4 separate regions of the Mus musculus genome follow, and regions 1, 2 and 3 are each linked to region 4. A link is a contact called in public HiCAR-type and promoter capture Hi-C data. All regions are on one chromosome and are shown on one strand. The core of a region is the stretch at or near the end of the contact, and the rest is flanking DNA. Distances in the headings are between cores, read along the strand shown.

Region 1 (3,947 bases), core at 906-3,405, 2.7 Mb before region 4:
CCTTTAACAGTCCATTGCACGTGGAGCACGTACTAGAAATACTAGAGGCAACATCTGGGCAGCAGCCACCACCTCTTGCTTAAAGAAACAGGCCACCCTACACGAAGCTTGGATTGGGCTCAAGTTCTAGCAATTTGATGAAACAAACAGGAAACAGGTTCCAAAAGAGTAAGGCCAGGCTTCACAAGAGTGAATTCTTCCTCTTGAAAGGTCAGGCAGTTTATAAAACTGATCCCTCTTTTAATTTGTACTCTGATGACTGCCCAGGAATGTTTTCTATCTGGCGTATATCGCTGTAGGCAGTTCTAGCTGGGAGCTGGCTGATGCTTCCTTACTGTGGTCCCACATCAGGTGTGTGATGCCAGGCAGATGATACTGCTTCGAGCCTTAGTTTCTTGTTTTGCAAACAGAAGTGACAGCTTTACGAGAAAGGCAGTTGTGAGCTTGGAGGAAGAGCTTTGAAAATCGAGCCAGCCAACAAGGCTGGCTGGTTCTTCCCCCATTTACACTTGTACTTCCTCCTCCAAGGGTTTGGAGATCTCAGTCCTCAACCTTCTGGGTCTAAAACACCCGGCGGATGCTGGTGGATGCTTGGCGCCAAGTCCTGTCTCCAGCTGCAGCAGCTCCTGGCTCTAAGTCCCTGCTAGGAAGCAAATGTTCTAGATTCTGCTGAGGTCGCTTCCTCTGGTTGGTCTTGTGACTTTGAGCTTGCTGCTGGATAGCCCTGGGCCTCTCTTCTACCATCTGTGAGAGTGTGAGTTGACCTCTGCACAATGAGGTGGACGCCCATTTTTCCAGCCTGTTCTTATTTCCCAGAAAGGACACGTGGTTCTTCAATTGTACAAGTATTGTACATCTTTCTCAAGAAAAAGAGAAACAAGAAAAGAAGAACGATTCCCAATAATATGACCTAGAAACGCTGCATAAGTTATGAACATGTTTATTCCACAACTTGGAAATAATCATTGCAAACATTGGTCTGTAAGTTTCCTGTGTTGGGGGTGGGTGTGTGTTGTTGAGGTCTCACACAGTCCACACTAGCCTCAAGCTATATGGTCACTAGCTCTACGGCTGAGCATGTCTTGAACTCCTGATCCTGCTATGCCTCCTGAGTGCTGGGATTCCAGCTCGCTTTGACACCTTCTTCCTCCCTTCTCTGACTGAGTCTGGCTGTGCAGCTCAGGCTGGCTTTGGACAATGGAGCTCTTCTACCTCCTGAGTGCTAGGATTTGGGCAGACCCCACCCTACCCCACCCAACCTTGTTTTGACCTATCTGCTAGGCAGAGGATCTATCTTTAACAATGAGTCATACTGAAGAGAAAACCTTTCCCACTTAGCATCCTGTAGATGCCTGTTTCCTTTGTGAAAGACCAAATCTCCCTAACTCCCTGATTTCGTCAAGCCCCTCCTCCCCCGCCCTCCCGAACCCTGCCCTAGGATCTAATCTGTGGGACTGAGATTCCAGGGTCCCTGTTTGAGCTCTCTTCTACGGCTTGACAGATTTTGTCTAAATGTAGATGTGCTTGGCTCACATCTGGACCAGGAACCCTTGCTCCAGAAACTTTTGACCTTCTTTTACTTTGTCTGTGAATGGCACTGAAAATTTTCACTCCATCCACTTAGCCCTCATTCATCCATCCACTCACTCACCCATCCATCCATCTGGCCCCCCATCATCCATCTATCCAGCCAGCCAGCCACTTACCCATCCATCCACCTATACCGCCATCCAACCATCCACTCACTCACCCACTTACACACCCACTTATCCATCCATCTAATACCCCCCCCCCACCATCACCACACACACACACATCCATCCCATAATTAACCGCTGCAATTTCCTTGACTACTTTCTGATTTCCTTCCAGGGAGCGGAAAGTTGAATTAAGTGATTCTCTTTTGGGAGCTGGGGCTAGACTTTATATATATATTCCCACCATCGCGGTGCAGATGATATTAAGTCTCCTCTTCTAGACATCAAGGCCTCGCCCTCCTCGCCCACTTGGAGAGAAGCGGGGGAGGGAGAGCATGGACGGTCCGGCATCGGGACCCAGGGGGCACAACGACCTGCCCCAAGTCTGGAGGACCTAGAAGCCTAAGCAGGAAAACCCTTCCCCGAGGCGGGCGGAGGCGTGCGCGGCACCGCCCCCGGGGCGGGCTCAGTGCGTGGCAGCGCCCGCCGGCCCCGTCGCGAAGTTTCCAGTTCAGCTTCTGTCTCAGTGCCGGCGGGTTGTTCCCGAGACTCCGCTATGCGGTCCCTGCTGCTCCTGGCCCCGTTGGCCTGGCTTCTTCTGGTCCAGGCGAAGGATGACGCCAAGCTAGAGGGTGAGGACGCGGCGGCGGAGCTGTGCCTGGCCGTCTGTCTCGCCGAGGACCGGGGTGTCCAGGCGACCTGGGCTGGAAGGGGGGGAGCCGGGGAGCTGGGTTGCGGTCATCTGTCCACTTGCCCGCGGGTGACTCCGGTAGATCACTTCCTCTCATGGGGTCGGGATTCCTAGGTTTGTGCTGCGGGCAGAGGAGGGGACAGCCGAAGTACACTCTCCCCTTGCGCGCCCCCTACCCTCATTTGGCGCTCAGAGGAGTCCATGATCACAATTCCCATAATAAGTAGCAAGACTCCCGTTTATCGTACACGATCTGCTGCAGCCTGGCCTCACTAGTTAAGCACCAGTTAAATACGTTTGCTGGAAGTGTTTTCTTATGTTAACCCCGTTTTCCAGCTTTACAAACTGAGGCTCCAAATCAGCCGCATTCTCCAGGGCATCCTGTTTTCTTCCACCCATGTTGCTGGAGACATGGGAGTTGGCCTGAACATGGTGGGTGGTAGGAATGTGGAGGGCTCCGGTGGGTGAGCCCTGTTGGTAAGAGCACTTGCCTAGCTCGCATGCAGCCCAGGGTTTGGTCCCCAGCGCTGCATAAACTAAACATAGTTGTGCATGCTTATAACCCCAGTACTCAGGGAGGTTGAAGCAGGGTTATCAGAAGTCCAAGGTCATCCTCAACTACACGAAGGGTTAAAGTCAGTCTAGACTACATGAGACCCTGACCAAAAAGGAAAGAAAGGAAGAAAAAAAAAAAAAAAAAAAAAAGGAAAGGAAAAGAACCTGGCTTTGAAACCCATGTGCTGGGAGCCACAGGTTTTTGCATGCCTGCTCCGTCTTCCATCTGTGCTCAGTTATACATAGGGTCACACGCCTTTCGCGTTGGTGATGCACAGTTTTTGAGAAGCTTGGTATTTTAGACTCCAACACAGAGTGGCAAGACCTCATTTCTAGAGATCACAAGAGATTCCTCAAATAAGACCAGCCCCTGAGTCCCCTTAAAGTCAAGGCTCTGGGCATTTTCTCTCCAAGCTCAGAGCAGCTAGGTTTGTTGTTGTTGTTGTTTTGGGGTTTTTTTGTTTGTTTGTTTGTTTTGGTAGGGTCTAATCTAGCATCAAAGGAAGATAGATAAGAGACTCTGATAAGTCCCGACTACAGAGTTGGTAATGTGTGCAAAGGCCCACCTAGTGGCAGGAACCTGGAGCCCAGTGGCAGCCATTTTTTCTCCATTTCACTTTCTCCTGCTTCTGCTGATGCGTGCTCGGATACTCCAGACCATCCCAGTTCCAAGAGCCTCAGTTGCCCTCTAGGAAGCCCAGAACTCAGCTCCCGCTCTGTGCCAAGAATGGAGGCGTCACCGGCAGACACTGTGTTCCACACTTCAGACACTCATTTGGGTCTTCACATTAATCTCTGAAAGGGGGCTCCTTCATCCATGGTTCCTATGGTGGAGTTCAGGAAGGCTAAATTCCTTGCTGAGCCAACTGTTCGTAACACTCTGCTCTTCCACCATGCCTCTTTCATCTCTGCTGACTGGGGTCATAGTTTGTCCATCTGGGGACATCATTACTGGACTTTGGGCAGCAGGAGGGGAAGGCTGAGCTTTCAGGTGGCCAGGCCCA
Region 2 (4,153 bases), core at 812-3,311, 2.7 Mb before region 4:
GTTGTTTCTAATAGTGACCATTTTCTGGTATGTGCAATTCATATACACAGTGGAAAAGTCGATCAAAACAGGAATAACTGACATAAGAAAAGCCCCCTGCAGTTGAACCCCAGTACTCGCTAGACCCATTTCTAGTGGCAGTCTGCAGTACTGGAGGAACCTTGCCATTGAGGGGTTAAAGGAAGAGCCTCACAGTTTGGAGTTCTGGTTTAGGCAAGCCCAAGTGGAATGTAAGATTAGAAGCCTGGGAATGGGCTCAGAAGTTCCCTCTTCTGTCCAGGTTGGGATGGGAGCCTAGGCCAAAGCTTTCAGGGAGGCTACAGCAGAGGCAGAATGGACAGGAGAGAGTTTGGGAAAGCTCCTCCAAGCCTCTGGCTTGAGTAAGATTCTGCCAAAGGGAAAGGAAACAGTCTTCAGTTTTGTACTCAAAGAATTCCCTGGGGAGGCTGGAGATGATGGAGGAGGAGATACTTAGCGCACACTATACCCCAAGGCAAGTGCTGGGTGTGTCTCTCCAGTTCAGAGTCAGATGTTCCAGACAAGAAGCTGCCCTATGGGCAGTGACTACAGGCCAGCTCCCATGACTCACCTCTCTGGAGACTCGTAACCGGCGTGCTGATTTACCTCTGAGGCTGTTTGTGGCATGACTGTACCCTGGCTATAGGGCAGTGCCAATCGGTAGAAAGCATAACATGGCAGCTAGGTGTGTCAGTGAGATGACTACAGTCCTAGCCCTTGGGAGGCAGAGTAAAAAGATCATCAATTCAAGGCTGGTTTGGGCTACATAGTGGGAAGCCTGCCCCCAAACAAACAAAAGCAAGGTCGCATGGGCCACAGACACAGTTAAAATATTCAGCTAGCCATATTATCTGCTTTTAAATACTTGGCTTGTTGTTTTTATTTAATGTGTATGGGATGCTGCCTGCATGTATGGAAGTGTATCAGAAGTGTGCCTGGTTCCCCCTGGAAGACAGAGAGGACACTGGATCCCCTGAATTGTAGTTACCGATGTGAGCTAACATGTAGGTGTTGGGTCCTCTGTAAAAGCCATCTCTCTAGGCCCCAACCATATTCATTTATCGTGTGTGGTTGATGTACACGTGCCCTGGCTCTTGTACGGAGGTTAGAGGACAACATTTTATGAGCAGGTTCTTTCCTTCCACCGTGTGGGTTCCTGGAGATGGAACTCAAGCTGTCAGGCTTGGTAGCAGCCATTTATACCTACTGAGCCTTTTTTGTGACCGCCACTATTAGCTCTACTTTTAGAAGTAAGAAGAAACGGGGTGGGGGGGGCGATTTAATTAAGATAATGTATTTCATTTAGCCCAGTTTATCCAAAGCTATAACAACACATCAATATAAAATTACTAATAAGGTAGTTTGCATTTCTTTTTATATTAAACATTGGGGCATTTCTCAGTTTGTAGCAGCTGCATTTCAGGGTCTCAGTAGCTACAAGTGGCTGGTGGGTGTTACTACAGAGCCCAGGCTTGGAGCCCTCCCAGCTTGGGGTCCAATGCAGTATCCCAGTTCTTGGAACAAAATGAGGGGCCAGTGAATGGCATGTGAGGTTGGATAATCATGTCCTGAATGTCCTGGGACTGAGTGAAAATTAAAAACTGCATGTTAGATAGCCAGTGCAATGACTGTCACCTAGTAGCTGCCTGATGCGTTGTGGCTGCTGTTTAGTTGCCTCAAAGGCAACTGAAGGACAATTACTTCACCCTAACGGTCTGTTTGTTCCCTTTGAAGACACTCGGATTATGAAATGCGAGTCTGGATTTCAAAACTGACAGGTGTTATACAGGGTCAAATTCTGGAGCAGCAACAACAAAAAAGGCGCAACAACAAAAAAGGCGCACGCAAACCTCTAATCGGTACCCTTGTCGTGTCCTGCCCGCTCCCCTCCCCGCCGTCCACCCTCTCCCCTCCCCCAACCCCCGTCCCGTTCTCCCACCCCTCCAACCCCTGCTTGACAGCTCGAGGCTCCGCCCTACCCCACCCTGACGGACGCTGATCCAAACTACAACTCCCATGACGCGCTGGGAGCCCCACCCTACAGCTTACGTCATCTGCACGAGACACGGGACGGTTACCAGGCACGCGGGGGCTCCTTTTGGAGCGCGGAGTTCCTAGACACTGTGGTATAGGAGTGGTAAGGTTGAGGTGACAGCGTTCAGAGGCCATCGGCTCGTCCGGGCTGCAGCGGGGCGAGTGACGAGCGCAGCCCCCTCCCCTCCCGCTTCTCTCGGTGTGGCGCCGGCTAGTGACGTGTTGGGTGTGATGGCCGCCGCGAGGCCGGGAAGGTGAAGGTGAGAGGGCGAGCGCGCCGGGGTGGTGGAACCGGCAGGCCCGGGCCGGGAGAGTCCTGAGCCACCCGGCTTAGGACGCTGGGCCTCTGGGGCCTCTGGGCCTCGGGCTCAGGCTCGGGTCACACGGGCGTTTCCCCTGCTGCGGCCTCGCCGTCAAGCCCTGCTCGGCTCTGAGGAGGGGGCGGGCCACCGGACTGAAGGCTGGGAGGTGGGCTCCTCCTCGCAGCTCCCCACACCCTGATGTCTCAGCCCTGTGATCTCCATTCAAGGTCCCTGACCCATTCCCGGTTTTCATCCAGTACTTTTCTTTTTTTGCCAGCATTTTTTTTTTTTCAGCACCCGGTTCACTGTACCCCACTTACGGTGGAAGTCTTTTTACTTATATGCCTTTTCATTGCACCGTTAAGACTCTGAGGGTTGGAGCTATTCTTAATCCGTCCCTGACCCTAGCACCTAACACATTGAAAGGCCACAGTGAATACTGAAAAAGATAGCTGTTTGGAAGGAGAAAGGCAACACTACTGGCCTCCATCTCTTGTAGTACTTTTCTATCCTGTTTTCTAGCTTTGCCAATCATCTCTCCCTTCGTCAGAAAAGGACTCTTGATTGTCCCCTTTTTGTCTTAGGTAGGAAAACACAAGTGAGCTTTGGAGTCACAGCTAGTGTAGTTTGGTGTCTAGCTTGGCTGCTTGGCTCTATACATCTTCCTAGTACTGTAGAGACCAAGTTTGCTCCATAGACTTGAGAATGGAAGGAGAGACTTTACAGTAGCAGGGATACTCTGGCCTTTGTCAGGTCTATTTTTCTTCCTCTCCTCTCCACTCCCCTTCCACTTCTAGTTGGCAGTTCCCCAGTCCTGAAGGCCAGGCCTTGGCCTGATTCAGCTCCCTTCTCTCTCTGGCTGTGTCTTAGCGAGGACCTCTTTGGTGCCTTGCATTAGCACATGGCTTAATATATTAGCACACGGCTAATGTGTTTGTCTCATTGTCATTGTTATTGTCTCCTCCCCCTCCACACACACACTTCCTCACCTGCTTCCTCAACACCGCAATGAGTAAGCTTCCCTCAGGGATGAGTTAGTTTGGCTTTAACACCTGATTAAACATATTTTGCATTTTCTTTCCTGGTGGCCCAGTGACCTCTGCCTTTTTCCTTTCCAGAAGCTTGGACAGGTGGAGTCAACACCATCAGGGGCCAACCTGGACCTGAATCAGCACAGAGGAGACCTCGAGTCCTTTTCATCTTTCTGACTCCAGCCATGTCCACGATGCCCAACCTGTGAAGGTCTCTTACCAGCTAGAAAGTAAGTGAGAGCTGTGGTTTGGCCACCATGGATCTAGATGAAGAGCAAAAGGGTGTGTTCTGCTGGCTCTCGGCTGGCGAGTCTCTCGGAGTGGATCCTGGAGCACAGAGCTCGTGGCTTCCAACTTGTGTCGGAAGGAGCTGCTGTATCTCCTTTCTGCTTCCACGGGGATTTCACTGGTTGACAGTTCAAAGCATGGCCAGGATCTGTCCCTCTCCTCCTTGTTTGTTTGTCCCTGTGCTGGCTCCTTTCCGTCTCTGCTTGGCAGGGGTTGGATTCTTATCATGGCTCCAAGAGTCTGCTGTGCCCTTTACCCTCTGTACTCTTTCGTTTCAATTTCTCAGCTTCTCCTCTGTTCCAGTTGTACAACAGACGATCTCTGGACCCGTTTTGTTTTCTCTGCTAGGAGTTGCTGCATATAAACTGGGTAAGGAGGTGGTGTGGATTCAGGGAGCCACACCTGAGATCCAGGCACCTTGCACTGATTTTTGCTACTGCTGTGCAAACACCTAATACTCCTCCACTAATAGCCTGGGTC
Region 3 (3,964 bases), core at 1,166-3,665, 2.7 Mb before region 4:
TTACCAGGAGGGGGGAAATGAGCAGGATGTAAAGTGAATAAGAAAAAACTTTTTAAAAAAATTCTGAAATCTAAAGTAGATCTAATCTCAAGCAGTTCAGACCAGGGACAGTGAGCCTGGAGTAGCTTCCATTGGCCTGCCTGGGCTATGGCCCAACACCAGAGACTGCTATGTTTACCCAACAGAAATCTAACCACTCCTAGTTCTGGGGGCTGATGTCAAGCACTGGTGGTCTGGCTTCTGAAGGTCTCTTCCTTCTTTTCTAGATAGCCACTCTCTCACAGGTTTCCTCATAATCTCGTTATGCTTGGACCTCGCTGAAGTCTCTTGTTTAATAGAATAGCAACCTTATTTGAGTAGGGCCTGATCTTAACCTGCTTACTTCCTAAAGGCTTGGCCTCCAGATACAGCCATGTGCTGGGGAGTTTAGACCTTGGACACACATGTGGGGGGTACAGTTCAAGCCATGCTCATCTCTCTTCTCCATAGCACACACAGTAGACGTTGCAAAAGGCATTTTGCAGATAAGATATCGATGTGAGGAGGCAGAAGAGATGGCCCAGCAGTTAAAGAGCTCTTCTTGCTCTTCCGGAGGACCTGAATCTATCTGGTTCTCAGTGCATCCACTGGGCAGTTCACAATTGCCTGTAAGTCCAGGTAGCCTCAGAGGCCACACACACACACACACACACACACACACACACACATCCACACACCATATATTTACATGGAGGTATGCATATAAATAAAAATGAGTATTTCAAAAAAGATATTGAGCTGGGCAGTGAGGCACCCCCCCACCCCCTCTCCTACTCCATCTTCTGGGTCTTGACATGAGGTTTAACATTAAAGTAGAAAGTGAGCTCTGTCAAGTGAGTTCTGTCAAATGTGGTCCTGTTTATCACTGGCCCATCATATTCTCTCTCTCTCTCTCTCTCTCTCTCTTCCTCTCCCTCTCCCTCTCTCTCTCTCTCCAGGGTTTCTTTCCCTTTGTATCCCTAGAATTTGTTCCAGGTTGTTCTAGAATTAGTTCTGGGGACCAGACTGGCCTCAACCTGAGTGAGTGATCTGCTACCACTGTTTCATAGTGCTGGAGTTAAAGGCATGTACCATCATATGCTGCTAAACTAGCCTATCACTTCCAACCCAGTCTCTCCTGCAAGGAGGACTGACCAGTCAGAACTCTCCGATTCTAATTTCTGCCCCGAGGAATGGCAGCCTTTTTCCTTCTCCAAGCTTGTGATTCCTGGGACAATTGCAGTTTCAGCCATCCTAGGAAGCCATCCTCAGCCCTCAGGTGCTGGCCACAGGGAAATCCCTGGTCACCCACAGCCCTTCTTCCTCTCTATGGACAGAACTCTGAGTCCTAAAAAGGTAAGAAGATGCATCCTCCATGTGTTCACAGAGAGGCAAAGGCAAAAAGCCTGGGGAATGTTCAACAAGGATGAACTCAGTGGCTTATCTTTTATGGGACGATCTTGAGTTTAGAACAGGCTAGAGCACAGGAAGGAAGAGCTGAGGAGGGTCTCCACATCTCCCCCATTGCAGACATTTCCTAGTTATAATGTCCAGCGTACAACCTTCCATGCGACTACCATGATTTCACAGGAAGCCAGTAAAGTCATTCACACTTTGGCCAAGCCTTGACTCTTCCACAGGCTGGCACTACAAGGTTCCTTTCTGCAGTCCTGGCTGTTCTAGAATTCTCTCTATAGATCAAGTTGGCCTCAAGGTCAAGCGATCCCTCTACCTATGCTAAACCATGTCTGCCTTCATTTCTCGTTCTTGATGCTGGACAGAGACCCCATCACTCCTCCATCATGTATTGTCGCTGAGGCCATTTCAGGTTTAACTAGAATTTGATTTCCTTGATCAAGAATTCTAGGAAAATTACTCAACTCCACTTCTAGGAACCCAAGGTCAGGATATCCTTGCTAACTTATCTCAACCTGTTTGTGCTGGAACCCCCTCTGGCTAACTGCTTATCTTAGCTTCTACTAGAGACTGCTTGTTTCTGTGAGGATTCTACTTTGGTTGCCAGATGTAAAAATCTGGAGCTAGGGCACTCAGTGCCCTCGGCAGCTCAGCTCACTCTCCAGTGTACGTATTGAAGAGAGACTGTGGGGTAGAGTTATCGTCCTATGAACCTCTGTACGCTAATCCTGATTTTTGCTGGAAATAGACCAACTCAACAATTTTGAACCAAATTTAAAGCAGGCATTTATTAAATATTAAATACTGACCAAGAGACAGACCTGGGTCAGTAAAATTCCCCCGGAATTTGCCAGCGCGAACGGCCTCAGTCACGTGTTACAGCGGTTTCTTTTTAGATATTCAACTAGACCACCGTACTTTCCCATGAGCCTTTGTTATTTCCAAAGAACTACAATTCCCAGCATTCCAGGAACTTACGTAGTTCCGGGGCAGAGGAGGCTTCCAGGTTAATTTTGAGAATTACAGATGCAAGCTCTCCACCTTGATTTCAGGAGGAAGAAGGGGAAGTTAGTAGTGGGTGGTCTGAGGGACGCTCAGGCAAGGTCCTAAGTCTCGACATGGTGAGTACAGGGTCACTGCCCATATCGGGGAGGAGCAGGCGGATGAACCTGGGGAGCTGGTGTGGTGGGTTCTCCTCGGGACTGGGTGGTAAGCGGAGGCCAGATGTGGCCACCTGTGGGGTCTGTTTTAGTTCTAGTCATTCCCTGGACCCGGTAGTGGGCTCTGAATAACGTCACTATCCGGACTGCTTCTGCGCCAAGCATTTGGAGTAAGGACTTGTGTGCAGGATCATCCTTGGCAAGATGCCAAACTCGAAGAGACCTGGTTTCTCACAGTATCTTCTACAACTTTTTTCCTTTAGCATTTAACGTTTAGTTGTAAGGTCCATTTGGAGTTCATTTTGTGGCGGTTGTAAAAGGTGTCTCACGTGTTGGGTAACACTACAATGTTAATCTGTGATGTAGAAGAATAGGATTTATGATGTAAAGGAATTGCAGTGCTTAGGAGAGGGTAAGTCACACCACATAGAATTTAGATAAGTGAGGATGCCATCTAAAACACCCTACAGATGGGTACTATGCTAACCATGTCTGTTAGATAGGATGCTAGGATACACATTTTTGTTCACTAGGATTGTCCAGAAATATGGCTGAAGAGCAGAACAAAGGAGACAAACCAGATTTACAACCAGCTGCTAGGCCATTCCCATTGATAAGTTATTTGTTCTCTGCTGCTCAAATGAGCCAGTTCAAGCCAGCTTGGATTATATTAAATGTCAGTTTATTGGGAAGCCGCTCTTGTTCACTGGCCCCAAGGACCGAGGTCAAGGAAGTTACCATGGTGAGAGAGGGAGGCAGAGAAAGAGAAAGCAGGCAGGGGACAGAGAGAATAGGAGAAAAAGAGAAAGTGAGAAGAGAGCAAGAGAGAGAGAGAGAGAGAGAGAGAGAGAGAGAGAGAGAGAGAGAGAGAGAGAGAGAGAGAGAGATTGCAACATGAGCAAGACTACACTGTTGTCAATTTCTTGCAAAGGAACAACTCTGTAGTGTTGAGGGCTGTTTTTTTTTTTTTTTTTCAAGTAAGGCTTTCCATGTGATGGGGGGGGGTGGGGAGAGAGAGAGAGAGAGAGAGAGAGAGAGAGAGAGAGAGAGAAAGATTTTGAATTAGTCAGTGTGGAGAGGAGTTTTGAGTCAGAACAGCTGAGTTGACCAGCCAGCAAGAGTTCAGGAAAATCTAGGAAAGGCGAGCTTATTCAGCAGTAAATCTCTGAAGCTGGGATTGTCCAGAGACTAGAAACCTTCAGGACTAGGCTAGGTAAATAGGCTGAGTCAGTAAGCCTCAGAGAAGACAGTTACCTCAGGTGAATAAAATCATTTATACAGAGCTCCTTCTCTAAAGCAAGGATATATGCTTGGGAAAGCTGGTAATGGTCTGCAGCCAGGACCTGTGGGGAGAGGTTGTGTCAGATCCT
Region 4 (3,990 bases), core at 475-2,974:
CAGTACTCAAAGTCTCTGGTTTGTCCTAGGGATAACACAGTATAAAATATTCCTGGATTTCAAAAACCTTCAGTAAAACAGCACTAATATATCTTCCTAACCATCCTTCTGCCGGGTGCGATGGCACAAATCAGGCACAGATCAGGAGGCTGAGGCAGGAGGATGATCTTGAGTTTGAGGCCCACCCGAGCTATATGCAGAGACTCGATCTCAGAAATCAGCACAAACAAGGTTTGTTTGCTGTTGGTTATATGTTGTGATCAGAGTATTTTGGTTCATCAGAGTGACTAAATTACTAAGCAATTTTCCCTTTATCTCTCCCCCCACCTTATTGTCATTGGTCCTAGGGACTTAATCCAGCATCACACATGGACTCTACTACTGAGCTATACCTTCCAGGCTCATCTCTTTTTTTTGTTTGTTTGTTTGTTTGTTTGTTTGTTTGTTTTTTGTGTTTTCGAGACAGGGTTTCTCTGTATAGCCCTGGCTGTCCTGGAACTCACTTTGTAGACCAGGCTGGCCTTGAACTCAGAAATCCACCTGCCTCTGCCTCCCAAGTGCTGGGATTAAAGGCGTGTGCCACCACGCCCGACTGGCTCATCTCTTTTGATATAGCAAGTAACAAATGAGTCTATTTGGGGCTGGCATTATACTTCTGTAGGACCGCACTGATCTAGGAGAACAGCATGCTAAGCAGAGAGAATGACGGATGCAAAGGACTGGAGGCAGGAACTGAAGCATTTTGTGAGTCAAGTGAACCAGAGAAAGCCATAGAAAGGGAATAAGACCAGACAAATTTTAGTGTGGCACAGTACAGAGGGTTTTTATTTTTTACTTGTTTTATTTTTGAGACAGTCTCAAGTAGCCCAGATTGGCCCCCAATTCATTACGTATCTTGAGAATGACCTTAGACACCTCATCTTCCTTTCTCTCTCTACCTCCTGAGCCCTGGGCTCAGTGTGTATGCTTACAAGTGTGTGCCACCATGCCTGGCTTTATATAGTGGTTCCTGCCTTCAAGAAGTATTGTGTGTGTATTTTGGGGGTGGAAAAGCGAGAGGATGGGGTTTGAGACAGGATATGGATGAACCCACTATGTAGCCCAAGCTGCCTTCCAACTATTAACTTTCCTGAATGCTCAGAAGGAGGTATTTTTTTAATTAAAATTTGCATTTATTCATTTTGTGTGTATATGTGGGCAGGCACACCTGTAGGTCAGAGGACACTTTGGGTGAATCAGTTCGCTCCTTCCACCACATGGGTGCTGGGAATTGGTCATCTGGCTTGGTTGCAAGGTCCTGTTCCAGCTGAGCTATCTTGACAGCCCAGGAGATGAATTTTAATACAAGTGTAGTGGGGGGAGTGGTTTAAGCAGGGCTAAAGGCATGGTTTGAATTACAGACTTCAGTGGCAGTCAAGGGGTCATTATTGGTGGTGGGATAAAAAGGCAGATGGAAAGCAGGGCGGTTTTGGAGGCACGATAATGTTTGAACTAGGATGATTTATATTCCTACACTGTCCCGGCTCTCAGTTTACCCATTTGTAAAACGGGGCTGATTGAGCTGTTGCTCATTAAGCCCCCAGCATACTGGGAGGCACCCGCCGCCCTTACAGGAACGGCTGCGGACGCTAGGGGGCGCCCCATCGACGGCTCGGTGCTCTGCTGGCCAGGCCCAGGTACGTAGCCACTCGATTGGTCGAGTCTAGCGCTCTAGTCACCGCCATTGAGGAGTGGCGGAGAGGAAGCACCTCGCAGAACCGGGCTTGGGCGGCAGCGACAGCGACAGCGGTAGCTACAGCTACAGCGACAGGTAGGGGGGCGGCGGTCAAGGCGGAGGACCTCAAGGAAAGCGGCCACGCGATCGACCTGGCTGTGCTCCGACGGCCCGACTCGGGGTCCGCGGCAGCCGGCCTCTCCCGGAGCCCGGGCGCCCTCGCGGGGACCCCGGAGCCCGAGAGTCGCTGGCACTTCAGGCCCGGGCTCGGGGCACCGGTCTCTGCAGCCTGGAGACACCACTGGATTTTGGGTGTCACGTCTCCCGAGGCTTGATTCCAACGTGCGAGTGTCTCTTCAGCACACCCCTAGTGGGGCGGCGTCCCTTCCCTCAGTGCCTCCATCCCCTCTGGGGTCACCTCTGGGTGGGGACATTAGGTTTGTCCCCAGGGTCCCTCTCTTCCCAACTTTTCCTTCTTGTAGGGGACACTCTTCGCCTCTCTTACCCCTAGAGAGCCATCTTCTCTAGGCTTGGTGGCTCTGTCCCCTGTTGCTGCCAGGCTTGGGGTTCTGACAGCAGACCGGAGATATGGAAAGGCCAGGGAAGCTTCGCGTTCCTGCGGAGCCCCCGGCCTGACACACACTTGGAGTTGTCCCCTTGTGGCAGAGCTCCTGGAATCCCTCAGCACTCAGCCCTAGCTGCCTGGCACAGGGATTCTCCAGGTCCAAATGCCAGTGCTTCCTATTCCCCGGTCTGGCCTCTTCTCGGGTGGGGCCTGGCTCAAGGTCATGTCCGGCTGTCTGCCCAGGCTGTGGGTTGAACCCAGATCCCTCAGTGTCACCTGCCACACCAGATAGGGGAAGCCAGGTGGGGGTTATTACCGGGCAGCTGCCTAGAAGTCCTGATGAGCATATAAATACTCTGGGATTCTGGCCAGCCTGGCGGACCTCCCTGAAACCAGATTCCTTAAGGGAATCCTTGAAGTGGCCTCAAGCCTGCTCTAGATGCTTAGTAGAGCTAATGGATGCTTTCTGGCTTGGGCCTCACACGGAGCAGAAGAACATCTGTAGGGCGCTAACAGCTCATGTGTACTTTTAAATGTGTACTTTGTGTTCTTCTACATCGAGAATAAGTATGGAAGGGGCAGAGCATGGGTACAAAACGACAATAGTTTCCTGGAAAAGTAAATTTATTTTACACTTATTTTATGTGTATTGGGGGCTGGAGGAGGGCAGCTGTCAGAAGACCACCTGTGGGAGTCTGTAGTCTCTTTTTAACCATATGGGTTCTGGGGTTTAAACTCAGTCTTGGTAGCGATTTCCTTCACCTCTGAGACACCATGCTAGCCCGACAGTAGTTTCTCTTTACTGGGAAAACATCTGGAGTTGGCATTTTAGGGAGAGTTGGCTTTTAGGGCTGAAATTAATGGCAATAACAAAAATAAAGATTACTTTAGCCTTGGCTTGGTGCCCAGGACTGTTTGAGGCTCACATAATAAAACAAGGTAGTCAGCTTCACATTGTGTTTTTAATAGATTTACCTTGTTGAAATGACAATAGAGAAACGTTTATTTACACTGTGAAGCATTTTTGATTAAAAATTTTTAAAAATTGTTTTTGTGACCTTGAAAGCAAATGCCGAGGAGTCCCCCTCCCCAGATTCTTGGCTTTATATCTGGAGCATAACCTACCCCCCCCAATTCTTTTGAAAGAAATAAGACAATAAAGTGCATTTTCTGCAAAATTAATATTGTTATTGAGACAGGGTCTCAATTTGTAGCTCTGGCTGGCCTGGAACCCCTATGTAAATGAGATGATCGTCCTTCCATTCAGAGATTGCCTACCTCTTCTTCCCTTGTGCTGGAATTAAAGGTGTAGATCATCACCCTGAAGAGTTAATTGATTTTTTTTTAACTGTCCCTGATTATAATTATGTCTTGCATAGACAAGTAAATATCTGCCTTCCTTTGAGGCTGGGTCAACTTTTAGGGGAGCTTTTGTTTTGGGTCTGTCTTATGTTGTTAGCTTTTTCCTTGGGGTGAGTGTATCTCCTGGCAGTAAGATAAATCACTAGTCATGGGGCAAAGTCCTTGGAAATGATCCTGAAAATAGTCTGGTTCCAAGTGGGACACATGCCACAGGAAATCTGGAATGGCTGGTGTGGTGGCTGGTGACCAACTTGATGGCCTAGGAGCAAGATTTACAGCTTAGAGTCCTTACTGGAGTCCATTAGACCAGTGATCTGAGAACCCAGCTAAACTTTTGTTTTGAGACAGG

The links. Promoter capture Hi-C pulls out the DNA fragments that hold promoters and counts their contacts. HiCAR-type assays count read pairs that join an accessible place to other places.
Region 1: a promoter capture Hi-C map of liver shows a contact between it and region 4, with 5 times the contacts expected there. The contact joins the promoter of Plod1 here to the promoter of Vps13d in region 4. A contact is called at or near these places in 3 of 39 promoter capture datasets (frontonasal cranial neural crest, hippocampal neurons and liver).
Region 2: a promoter capture Hi-C map of hippocampal neurons shows a contact between it and region 4, with 7 times the contacts expected there. The contact joins the promoter of Mfn2 here to the promoter of Vps13d in region 4. A contact is called at or near these places in 3 of 39 promoter capture datasets (cranial neural crest, hippocampal neurons and liver).
Region 3: a HiCAR-type map of astrocytes shows a contact between it and region 4, with 7 times the contacts expected there. The contact joins the promoter of Zfp933 here to the promoter of Vps13d in region 4. A contact is called at or near these places in 2 of 39 promoter capture datasets (hippocampal neurons and pre-B cells), 1 of 115 datasets of contacts at active chromatin or transcription factors (astrocytes) and 1 of 9 other capture datasets (adipose tissue).

The regions. Positions count from the first base shown.
Region 1 is chr4:147,934,984-147,938,930 of GRCm38.p6, reverse strand. Plod1 (procollagen-lysine, 2-oxoglutarate 5-dioxygenase 1) reads left to right here and starts at 2,155. Exons shown (of 19, transcript NM_011122.3): 1 at 2,155-2,329. The coding sequence starts at 2,254.
Region 2 is chr4:147,902,817-147,906,969 of GRCm38.p6, reverse strand. It overlaps Mfn2 (mitofusin 2), which reads left to right and starts at 2,061. Exons shown (of 19, transcript NM_133201.3): 1 at 2,061-2,312; 2 at 3,473-3,615.
Region 3 is chr4:147,846,869-147,850,832 of GRCm38.p6, reverse strand. Zfp933 (zinc finger protein 933) reads left to right here and starts at 2,415. Exons shown (of 4, transcript NM_198619.3): 1 at 2,415-2,555. The coding sequence starts at 2,553.
Region 4 is chr4:145,192,739-145,196,728 of GRCm38.p6, reverse strand. It overlaps Vps13d (vacuolar protein sorting 13D), which reads left to right and starts at 1,724. Exons shown (of 70, transcript NM_001276465.1): 1 at 1,724-1,810.